Regions from separate parts of the Danio rerio genome. Here regions 1 and 2 are each linked to region 3. The links are chromatin contacts, called in public Hi-C and Micro-C maps. All regions are on one chromosome and are shown on one strand. Each heading gives the region's core, a stretch centred on a gene start, on an enhancer-like site or on the middle of the called end of the contact. The rest is flanking DNA. Distances are from core to core; before and after follow the strand shown. Region 1 holds the start of mov10b.1 (Mov10 RNA helicase b, tandem duplicate 1). Region 2 holds the start of capza1b (capping actin protein of muscle Z-line subunit alpha 1b). Region 3 holds the start of rhocb (ras homolog family member Cb).

Region 1 (2,700 bases), core at 4-2,503, 130 kb after region 3:
AATCACCAAACAAGCAATGCAAGAACCTGACAACTCAAACAGTTGCATAACTGCTGCATGTCAAGGGTCAGTACTGACACTTCAGTGTCAATGTCCATCTGATAAAATGAGTATCATTAGCTCAAGAAAGCACCAATTTAATCAGATTCACGGTTTCAGTATAATGAAAATGAAAGTATACTCTTCGATGTTCACATTCGTTTCTATGCATAAGCCATAAACCTTACAGTATTATTGCAAAAAATATTTCAGTAATCTTATAATTAAATACAATTAAACAACTTTATAAACCCCTAACAGCAATCAAGTCCAGACTACGTGTTTATGGGTGTGTGCCACATATACTCCATTTTACCAAAGCCCACATGCAGATTCACCCTGACAATGCAGAAAACATACTGAATAGGCCTCAACAATACAATGCAGACTGTCAGCCAGGTGTAAATAAAAATTTCCTACTTTTTTGTCAAAGAAAACTTCTGATCTGGTGACTCGAGTTCTGCTGGAACGTGTCAAAGCAAAGAGAACTGAAGAGAAGTTTGGATCTCTGACTCCATCCCTGTTGACAAAAAAAAGAAAAAAAAAAAAAAAGAAAAAGAGAAACAGAACTAAGTTGTTTCACAATAAATCATAAAATCTGTATCCTCTATTAATTTCCATTTTTTTTTATCACACAAACTTTTGTCGTTTTATTGAAAATGTAAATTTACATAATTAAATATTTGAGTTTATAGTTATATTATGAAGAGTTTAGATGCAAAAACCAAAAAAGTTGACATTTTCTTTTAAAATTAGCATTTACTTCTCTTGATCAGTAATTTTACCTTTAAAGTGATGAATATGTTATTTTAATTAACTTTAAAGTGAAAAAACTAAAGACGGATGTAGAAAGCTGAGAATAGTGCTCATTTTAGGAGAAAATTAGCATTTAGTTTTTTGCATCTGAACTCGTCATAATCTGTTTAAACTATTATTTTCTTGTAAATACCATAGTGTTCTATTTAACATGCATTCACATCACGTTATTATTATTATTATTATTATTATTATTATTAATAATAATAATAACAGCTGTTTACCTGTCTCGGAATTGCTCATTGTAGATCTCCTTGAGAGTGTTTCTATCTGTAGTGGATCTCGTCTCTCTGTCATCCAGAAATTCTATAAAGTCAAAGCCAACGGCGCGAATATCATCTCTAGAGAGTTTTTTCCTGTATTTTCTGCTCATGGTTCTTTGAAAGCGTTGTTTTGTGGTGATGTAGCCTACAGATATGTGGACAGCTATGAGCAACACTATTTGAAAGAAGCGCAGATGTTTCGTCGGAAGTGAAAGGAAGGGAGGAAACGAAACCTAAGGTCGAACGCTGTAAAATCCCTCTACATTGAAAACGCAACAAGGTAAACACTTCGTTTACATCTGTTGGTAAAAGAGAATCATGTCGATCATGTACAAAGCACTAGTGGTCAAAAATAAAAAAGTTTACATGCAAAAACCCCGCATCATTATGATTTATAATGTTCTAATAATAAGTGCTCGGAGCGGCAAGTGCGCTCTCTGTAGGTTAGAAGCAGGCTCGGGAACCTCATGTGACTCTTTGACCAAAAATAGGTATGTGGCTCTCCAGCTGTCTCTCTTCAATAATATTTTAAAGTTTAAAAAAATTATAACTGTCATCAGAAAGTCAGTTTCCTATTGGAAATACAATAACAATTCCCTTTTTATTTTATTTTCTACTGCAAAACGAATAAGAACTCAGTTTACAATAAAATACATTTTAACCAATGAAAATTAAAGAGCTTAGAATCACGTTCAATCAAAGTGATTCTGCTCTTAATTGCTTAAATCGTGACATCAAAGGGCAAGCAACTTACATTTCTATGGTAACCTCGCATGTGAAAAATCAAACAACATTTATTAGTGGCGATGGCAAAAAGAAAAAAAAAATCTACAAATTTTCTTTGTTCATACATTGTGATGAGTTATTTATTTATTTATTTTTATTTATTTATTTATTTTAGCTGTACAAGAACATAAATAAAGTTTTTTTATTTATTATTAAATAAAGGTTTTGTTATATACACACCCCCAATGGCTCTTTAAAAATGTACAGTTGTTAAAAAATCTGAAATGGCTCTGGAAAAAAGCTATAGTATCTGGATGCAACCTTTATGATGCAAGCTGAGATGGTTCCTGACCAAGTGTTGGCAAAGTTCACCCCAAAAATGTAAAAATGGTGTAGGTGGGAGTTTAGGAATGTGTGTTTATTTTTCTTTCTTTAAATTAGTTTTAAAGAGAGTTTTAGATGAAACCATGATTTGTAGGCTACTGAGGAGTGTCCCAGTTTCTCGAGTGATTTATAAGAGACTGAGCAACAAAGTTGAGAACCTGCGGGGTGGGGATTTGTGGTGTTAGCAATTGTACAATGGACACATACATATATGTACATACATATATATGTTTGTGTTTTATGCACATTTCCCTCAGATATATATGGTCTGACTATTTGGCAGCATCATGTACTGTAAATCCACATGAAGAACACACACACACACACACACACACACACACACACACACACACACACACACACACACACACACACACACACAAATAACTCGAATTCACATAATATAAAATAACCGACCAAATGTATGATTTTAATTCATGCTCTCAAACTAATGCCAGGAATCCTGCAGTCT
Region 2 (2,866 bases), core at 59-2,558, 250 kb after region 3:
TACAGCATGTCTTTGGACTGTGGGGGAAACCAGAGCACCCGGAGGAAACCCACGCAAACGCAGGGAGAACATGCAAACTCCACACAGAAATGCCAACGAAGCCAAGGTTCAAACCAGCAACCCAGCGACCTTCTTGCTGTGAGGCGCTACCTACTGCAGCACTACCTAGTGCGCCACTGCATCGCCAAAATTATAGTTACAACTGTAAAATACAAAATTTATTAAATAATCAATAATTTAATTGTTTGAAACTTCATTCATTCATTTTCTTTTTGACTCAGTCCCTTTATTCATCAGTGGTCGCCACAACGGAATGAACTGCCAACCTATCCAGCATATGTTTTACACAGCAGATGCCCTTCCGCTGCAACCCAGTACTGAGAAACAGCCATACACACTCATTCACACTACGGCCAATTTAGATTATTCAATTCTGTGGTGAAAAACCGGAGCACCCAGAGGAAACCCAAACGAGGAGTAATAAAGATATTACTTTACTTTTAATTAAATCATAAGATAACACATTTTAAGAATAAGATTAAACAAATTAGTATAAAATAAACAAATAAATTCAAATATACTAAAATAGGTATACTGCTTGTAAAATACAAAAATTATTAAATATTGGATAATTTGTTAATAGAAATCGAATTCAATAATTTTAAACTTAAGAATAAGAATGTAACTTAATAAAAATTATATTAATTCTTTTTTTTTTTTCTTTAGCTTAGTCCCTTAATTAACAGGGGTCGCCACAGCAGAATGAACTGCCAACTATTTTGGCAAATGCTTTTTTACACAGTGGATGTCATTCCAGCCACAACCCAGCACTTGGAAACAGAAACTAAATATTTTTCCTAAATATTTTAGACCCATTAATATTCAATCAAAGGATAATAAAACTACATTGATGCTCTGTGCATATTGATTGATTACTTAAAAATCATTATTTATAATGATATAAAAATTAAAACAATTCTCTTGCATGACTATCTAATAATCATATCGGGTAGTTTATCTAAATGACTCAGACACCTTTATAAGAATCGCTGAGTGAATGATTCAATGACAAAAACACGCTCACTTGTCGCCACCTACTGGTATAAAACAAAAACTCCAGAAAGAACCACTGCAACACTCATTGCATCTCCTTATGAGTTTAATCCCAAATGCTCAAGTCACTATTATGAATGAAAATAAAAAACAATAAATGCGGCTCGAAGTCTTCCGTATCTGTCTGTCAGACTGAGTGAGCGGTGGAGGCGGGAGCGAGCCGAGCGAGGCGGTGGCTCGCACTCCGTTTTGCCCTATTATGGTCACGAGCGTGACAGCGCGCGCTACCCAGCATGCGCCGCGGCGTGAGGCTCCGCCACAGCCAAGATGACCGACTTTGAGGAGCCGCTTTCAGACGAGGAGAAGGTAAAAATAAAGCATTAAGTTAACTTACACAAACCGCTCAAATATATGTGCTCGTAAGTCCTTATATTGCAGCTCTTCGCGTCTCGAGGGATGCAAGACTGCTTCCCGGAAGGAGCGCGAGGCTGTCTAGCCGGTTAGCTGTGTGCTAATCTGTGAGGAAGTGAAATCGCAGCTTTGCACTCACGTAAAACACAAGGCATGACACTTAAACAACAGCAATACACGAACGATAAGCAGCGTTTAGAAAGGCTCGAAGTTCTGCTAGCTTTGTTGGAGCCAGAATGGCCGTGTTGTTATTTGGTGTCAGTGTTGTGAGCGTCAGCTGTTAGCTTGTTAGCTGTCAGAGGGAGTTCAGAAATAGATCCAAGCAGATCCACCCACTTCGAACCGAGCCTCTCAGCCGACGCGCTTATACGGGCCGTGCTCCGGTAGAGTTACACATGTGTGGGGCTGCAGATGCCAGATCCGCCTGACACGACAGCCATCTGAGCCGAAAGCCTCGGCCGGATGAAGTTACGACCGCAGGAGCGGCTCTGTTTTGGGCTGGAAGTCTGCAATCTCTGCGGTTTTAAAGCGATAGTTCACATGCAAATGACAATTCGGTTTATATGTTCACTGCGCACGATCATGTTGTTTTAAACCTTTCTGCCTTGCTTTCTGTGGTGAACTAAAAATGAATTTAGTGTCGTGGTTAACCTTTAATTGCGTCTTTTATCAATAAAGTCAATGGTGCCCAAAACTGTATTGTGGTCACTCTGACAGGACTCTTAAATTTAAACCAATAGTGACTGATTTATTTATTTGTGCTGTCTTTCTTGTTCAGTCCCTCCTCTGAAAGCTGCTTCTACCTCACGCTTTCTTCCTTTTAATTACCTGACTTGTGGTCATTTTCTGCATGCTGTCAGAGTTATATAACTTGGCTGACTTCCCCTGACAGTGCATTAGATGCTAATTAGACAGATGCTTCCCTTTATGTTAGTCTCTTTCTCTTTGTTAAATGTGTTGGTCCTAAATCTACTTTATGATTGTGTGCTTGTCATTTCATTATGCTGTGAATAGACAGTTCACCGCTAAAGTTCAAATAATTTGCTCACCTCATGTTTACATACCTGTATGTTTGTACAGTTGTTTGTTTTGCTGTAAAATATTACATTAGTAACATTTTATTTTATTTGATTTGATTTTTGTTTTAGTTTAAGAGTATATTTTGACATCAGCAATAAGCTTTTGGTTTGAGGCAGATGTTTCTAGTCATTTAGTATTGTGGTTTATGTGGTTTTGAATTTTGAACCGCTTGTGTTTTGGTTATTATGGGTCATTTTGGGATCTCGGTTGTCTTCTTTTCAGTGTGTATGGTGTAATTTGAGCTCTGGAGTCACCCGTTGAACCCTGTTTTGATTCAGTAGTGCTGAAGCCACAGTGTGTTATTAAGGCAAGCATGTGCTCA
Region 3 (2,710 bases), core at 17-2,516:
TTCACTAAAAAGAACCAGTTCATAAGAGTCATTTGTATGTAAATCATGTCTTAATTTTCATGATCGATTTCTGTCCTTTCCATACAAACTTATTGATTAACCTTTTCTGATTTGATTGATTCATTTGTTTAATAAATCAGACCAGGGTGGCGCGGTGGAGTAGGTAGTGCTGTCGCCTCACAGCAAGAAGGTCTCTGGTTTGAGCCTCAGCTGGGTCAGTTGGAGCTGGAAGGGCATCCGTTGTGTAAAACATGTGCTGTATAAGTTGGCAGTTCATTCCGCTGTCACGACCCCGGATTAATAAAGGGACTAAGCCAAAAAAAGAAAATGAATGACTGAATGAATGAATCAGACCACATATGGCCATTTATGATTCAATTAAGAGCCAGTTCGTAATAGCCATTTGTTCATAAATCTGAATAAACTGAATGTGCTGTTTGTTCCTGATCGTTTATGATTCACTAAAAAGAATCAGTTAAGAGTCATTTGTTTGTGAATCATGTCTTGTTATGATTGTTTTCTGTCCTTTCCATAAGAGCTTATCGATAAACCTTTACTGATTCGAATATGATTCATTTGTTCATGAATCACACACATTTGACTGTTTATGATTCAATTAAAAGAGTCCATTTTTAAGAGCCATTTGATAATTAATCAGAATAAACTAATTGAGCTACAGGTTTTTGATCGTTTAAGATTCACTAAAGAGAACCAGTTTATAAGAGTCATTTCTTTGTGAATCATGTCTTATTTTTCATGATCATTTTCTGTCTTTTCCATAAGAACTCATTGATAAACCTTTTTTTTTTTTATTGATTCATTTGTTCATAAATCAGACGACATATGACCATTTATGATTCAATTAAGAGTCAGTTCATAATATTTGTTCATAAATCAGAATTAACAGAATGTGCTGTATGTTTCTGGTCGTTTATAATTCACTAAAAAGAACCTCGTCATAAGAAAAAAAAAATAGAAGATTCGACTCTTAATAATCCTTTATTCACGAATCCCAATGAACTGCATATGGTGCAGTTGGCACTCAATCAACTGGTCCTCCTTGCTCTTCGCCCACACCTCAACCCCCTGCCGCCTTTCATGCCAATGATGTCATTCTATCTTAACGGCTTAGGGGCGGAGCCACAGAAGGCAGCTCCGCCCTCTGAGCCAATCGCGATTGAGCACAACAGCTCCAGCAGCGCGTGTCCAGAGTCTGTGGGAGGATCTAACGGCAGCGCTCCGCTCCTCCACCGCCAGCAAACACTTCAACACACTGCGCCAAGCAAAATCGAAACCTTCAGCGCTGAAACTTCTGTCCGATAACAAGGTAAGAGTTAATTTATAAAGCACCGCGGGCTGGCATTAGCTCCGATTAGATACTGGATCAAGCAAGAGGCATTTTTAACGGCCAAACACTTCTGCAGAGAGCAAAGAAGTAGGTGTTGGCTTCAGAAAAGCGTCTTTTATGAAGATCAACAACTTGACGGGTTTCTTTAAAAGCGCAGAAAGCGAATACAGACCTGTTTTAATTGTGATCTAAGAGGACTCAAAAGCGTCGCTGAAGTTGCTGTGTGTTTCGTGGCGGTCACCACCTGTTTTCAAGCGCTGCTTGGTAGGGCAGTGTTTGTTTTTGGCCACAGCTCTAGATTCAGATGGATTTGGCTTGGAGTGAGACAACACCCCTGTTGAACACCCCACACCGTTGTTGTTAAACATTATTAGGTTATAAATTAGTTCAGAAATATCAACATAACCATAGACTTGGCTATGAACACATGCGATACCGTTCATTCATTAGTAAAACTTGAGGATGAAAGACCGCGCCTTGAAACAAAACAACTTACGTTAACTTTCAGTCTGTTTTTGAACTTTGCAGCACAAAGTGTGTGATGAATGATATCAGGCTAACTTACAAATGTGTGCACTATGCGTTCATCCTAAACTTTTAAAAAATGTCAGTGACGTGGTGCCTAATTTAAATGATTAAATCATTTTCTTGAAGGGACTATTCAAATTGCCACATTTTTTTCTAATGGCTGCTTACAGATACCTTTGAGGAAATACTGAAATATGCACTTACCTAAGTTGAATTATATACTCTTCCTAATTTATTTTTTAAAGCATATTTATGCTTACGTTACATTTGATCACGTCTCCCTGTTGAACGCCGCCATGTTGGTGTCACATGACATGCTTTTAGATAAGTTGCATTCAGGTCATATTTTGATTAATGACCATAACTAACGTTACAAGATTCCGACTAGTAAAAATCGTGATAATTTCTCACATTTTTTTAGAAGTGTGAACTTAGTTTCAGAGAGATTATGTAATAAGATCTAGAACATATTTATATAGTGCTTGCAGTTATTTATAATGATTGACTTTATAGGCCTGGGCCGGTAAAAGATTCTGACGGTATGATAACCTTGGATATAAATATCATGGTTTCATGTTATTGTGATTACTGCTCTAAAATATATTATTTTTAATTTTCTGAGTAAAAAACAAAATTTTTTCCCCTTTGTACAAAACATTTTATTTTGAGAAACAATTTAAAAAAAAAATTGGAGAAGTAAACAAGTTCATGTCGTTAGGAAAAGTATAGCAGAAAATTGGGCGGTTTTAAAACCTTGACTTTTCCAAACCGTGGTATATCTTGAAAATGGTTATGGTTCCATGCCTAGTCACTCACAGCCTTGTTTTCTTCAGT

The links. A called contact is a pair of places that touch in the nucleus more often than the background predicts.
Region 1: a Hi-C map of hematopoietic stem cells shows a contact between it and region 3, with 2.0 times the contacts expected there. The contact joins the promoter of mov10b.1 here to the promoter of rhocb in region 3. A contact is called at or near these places in 3 of 18 Hi-C or Micro-C datasets (caudal fin, hematopoietic stem cells and an unstated tissue).
Region 2: a Micro-C map of caudal fin shows a contact between it and region 3, with 10 times the contacts expected there. The contact joins the promoter of capza1b here to the promoter of rhocb in region 3. A contact is called at or near these places in 3 of 18 Hi-C or Micro-C datasets (caudal fin, hematopoietic stem cells and an unstated tissue) and 1 of 4 datasets of contacts at active chromatin or transcription factors (embryo).

The regions. Positions count from the first base shown.
Region 1 is chr8:29,623,814-29,626,513 of GRCz12tu, forward strand. mov10b.1 (Mov10 RNA helicase b, tandem duplicate 1) reads right to left here and starts at 1,254. Exons shown (of 22, transcript NM_001044342.2): 1 at 1,080-1,254; 2 at 460-559. The coding sequence starts at 1,228.
Region 2 is chr8:29,744,709-29,747,574 of GRCz12tu, forward strand. It overlaps capza1b (capping actin protein of muscle Z-line subunit alpha 1b), which reads left to right and starts at 1,309. Exons shown (of 10, transcript NM_001006663.1): 1 at 1,309-1,419. The coding sequence starts at 1,381. It also overlaps a transcript of mov10b.1 not described here.
Region 3 is chr8:29,491,758-29,494,467 of GRCz12tu, forward strand. It overlaps rhocb (ras homolog family member Cb), which reads left to right and starts at 1,267. Exons shown (of 5, transcript NM_001002445.1): 1 at 1,267-1,327.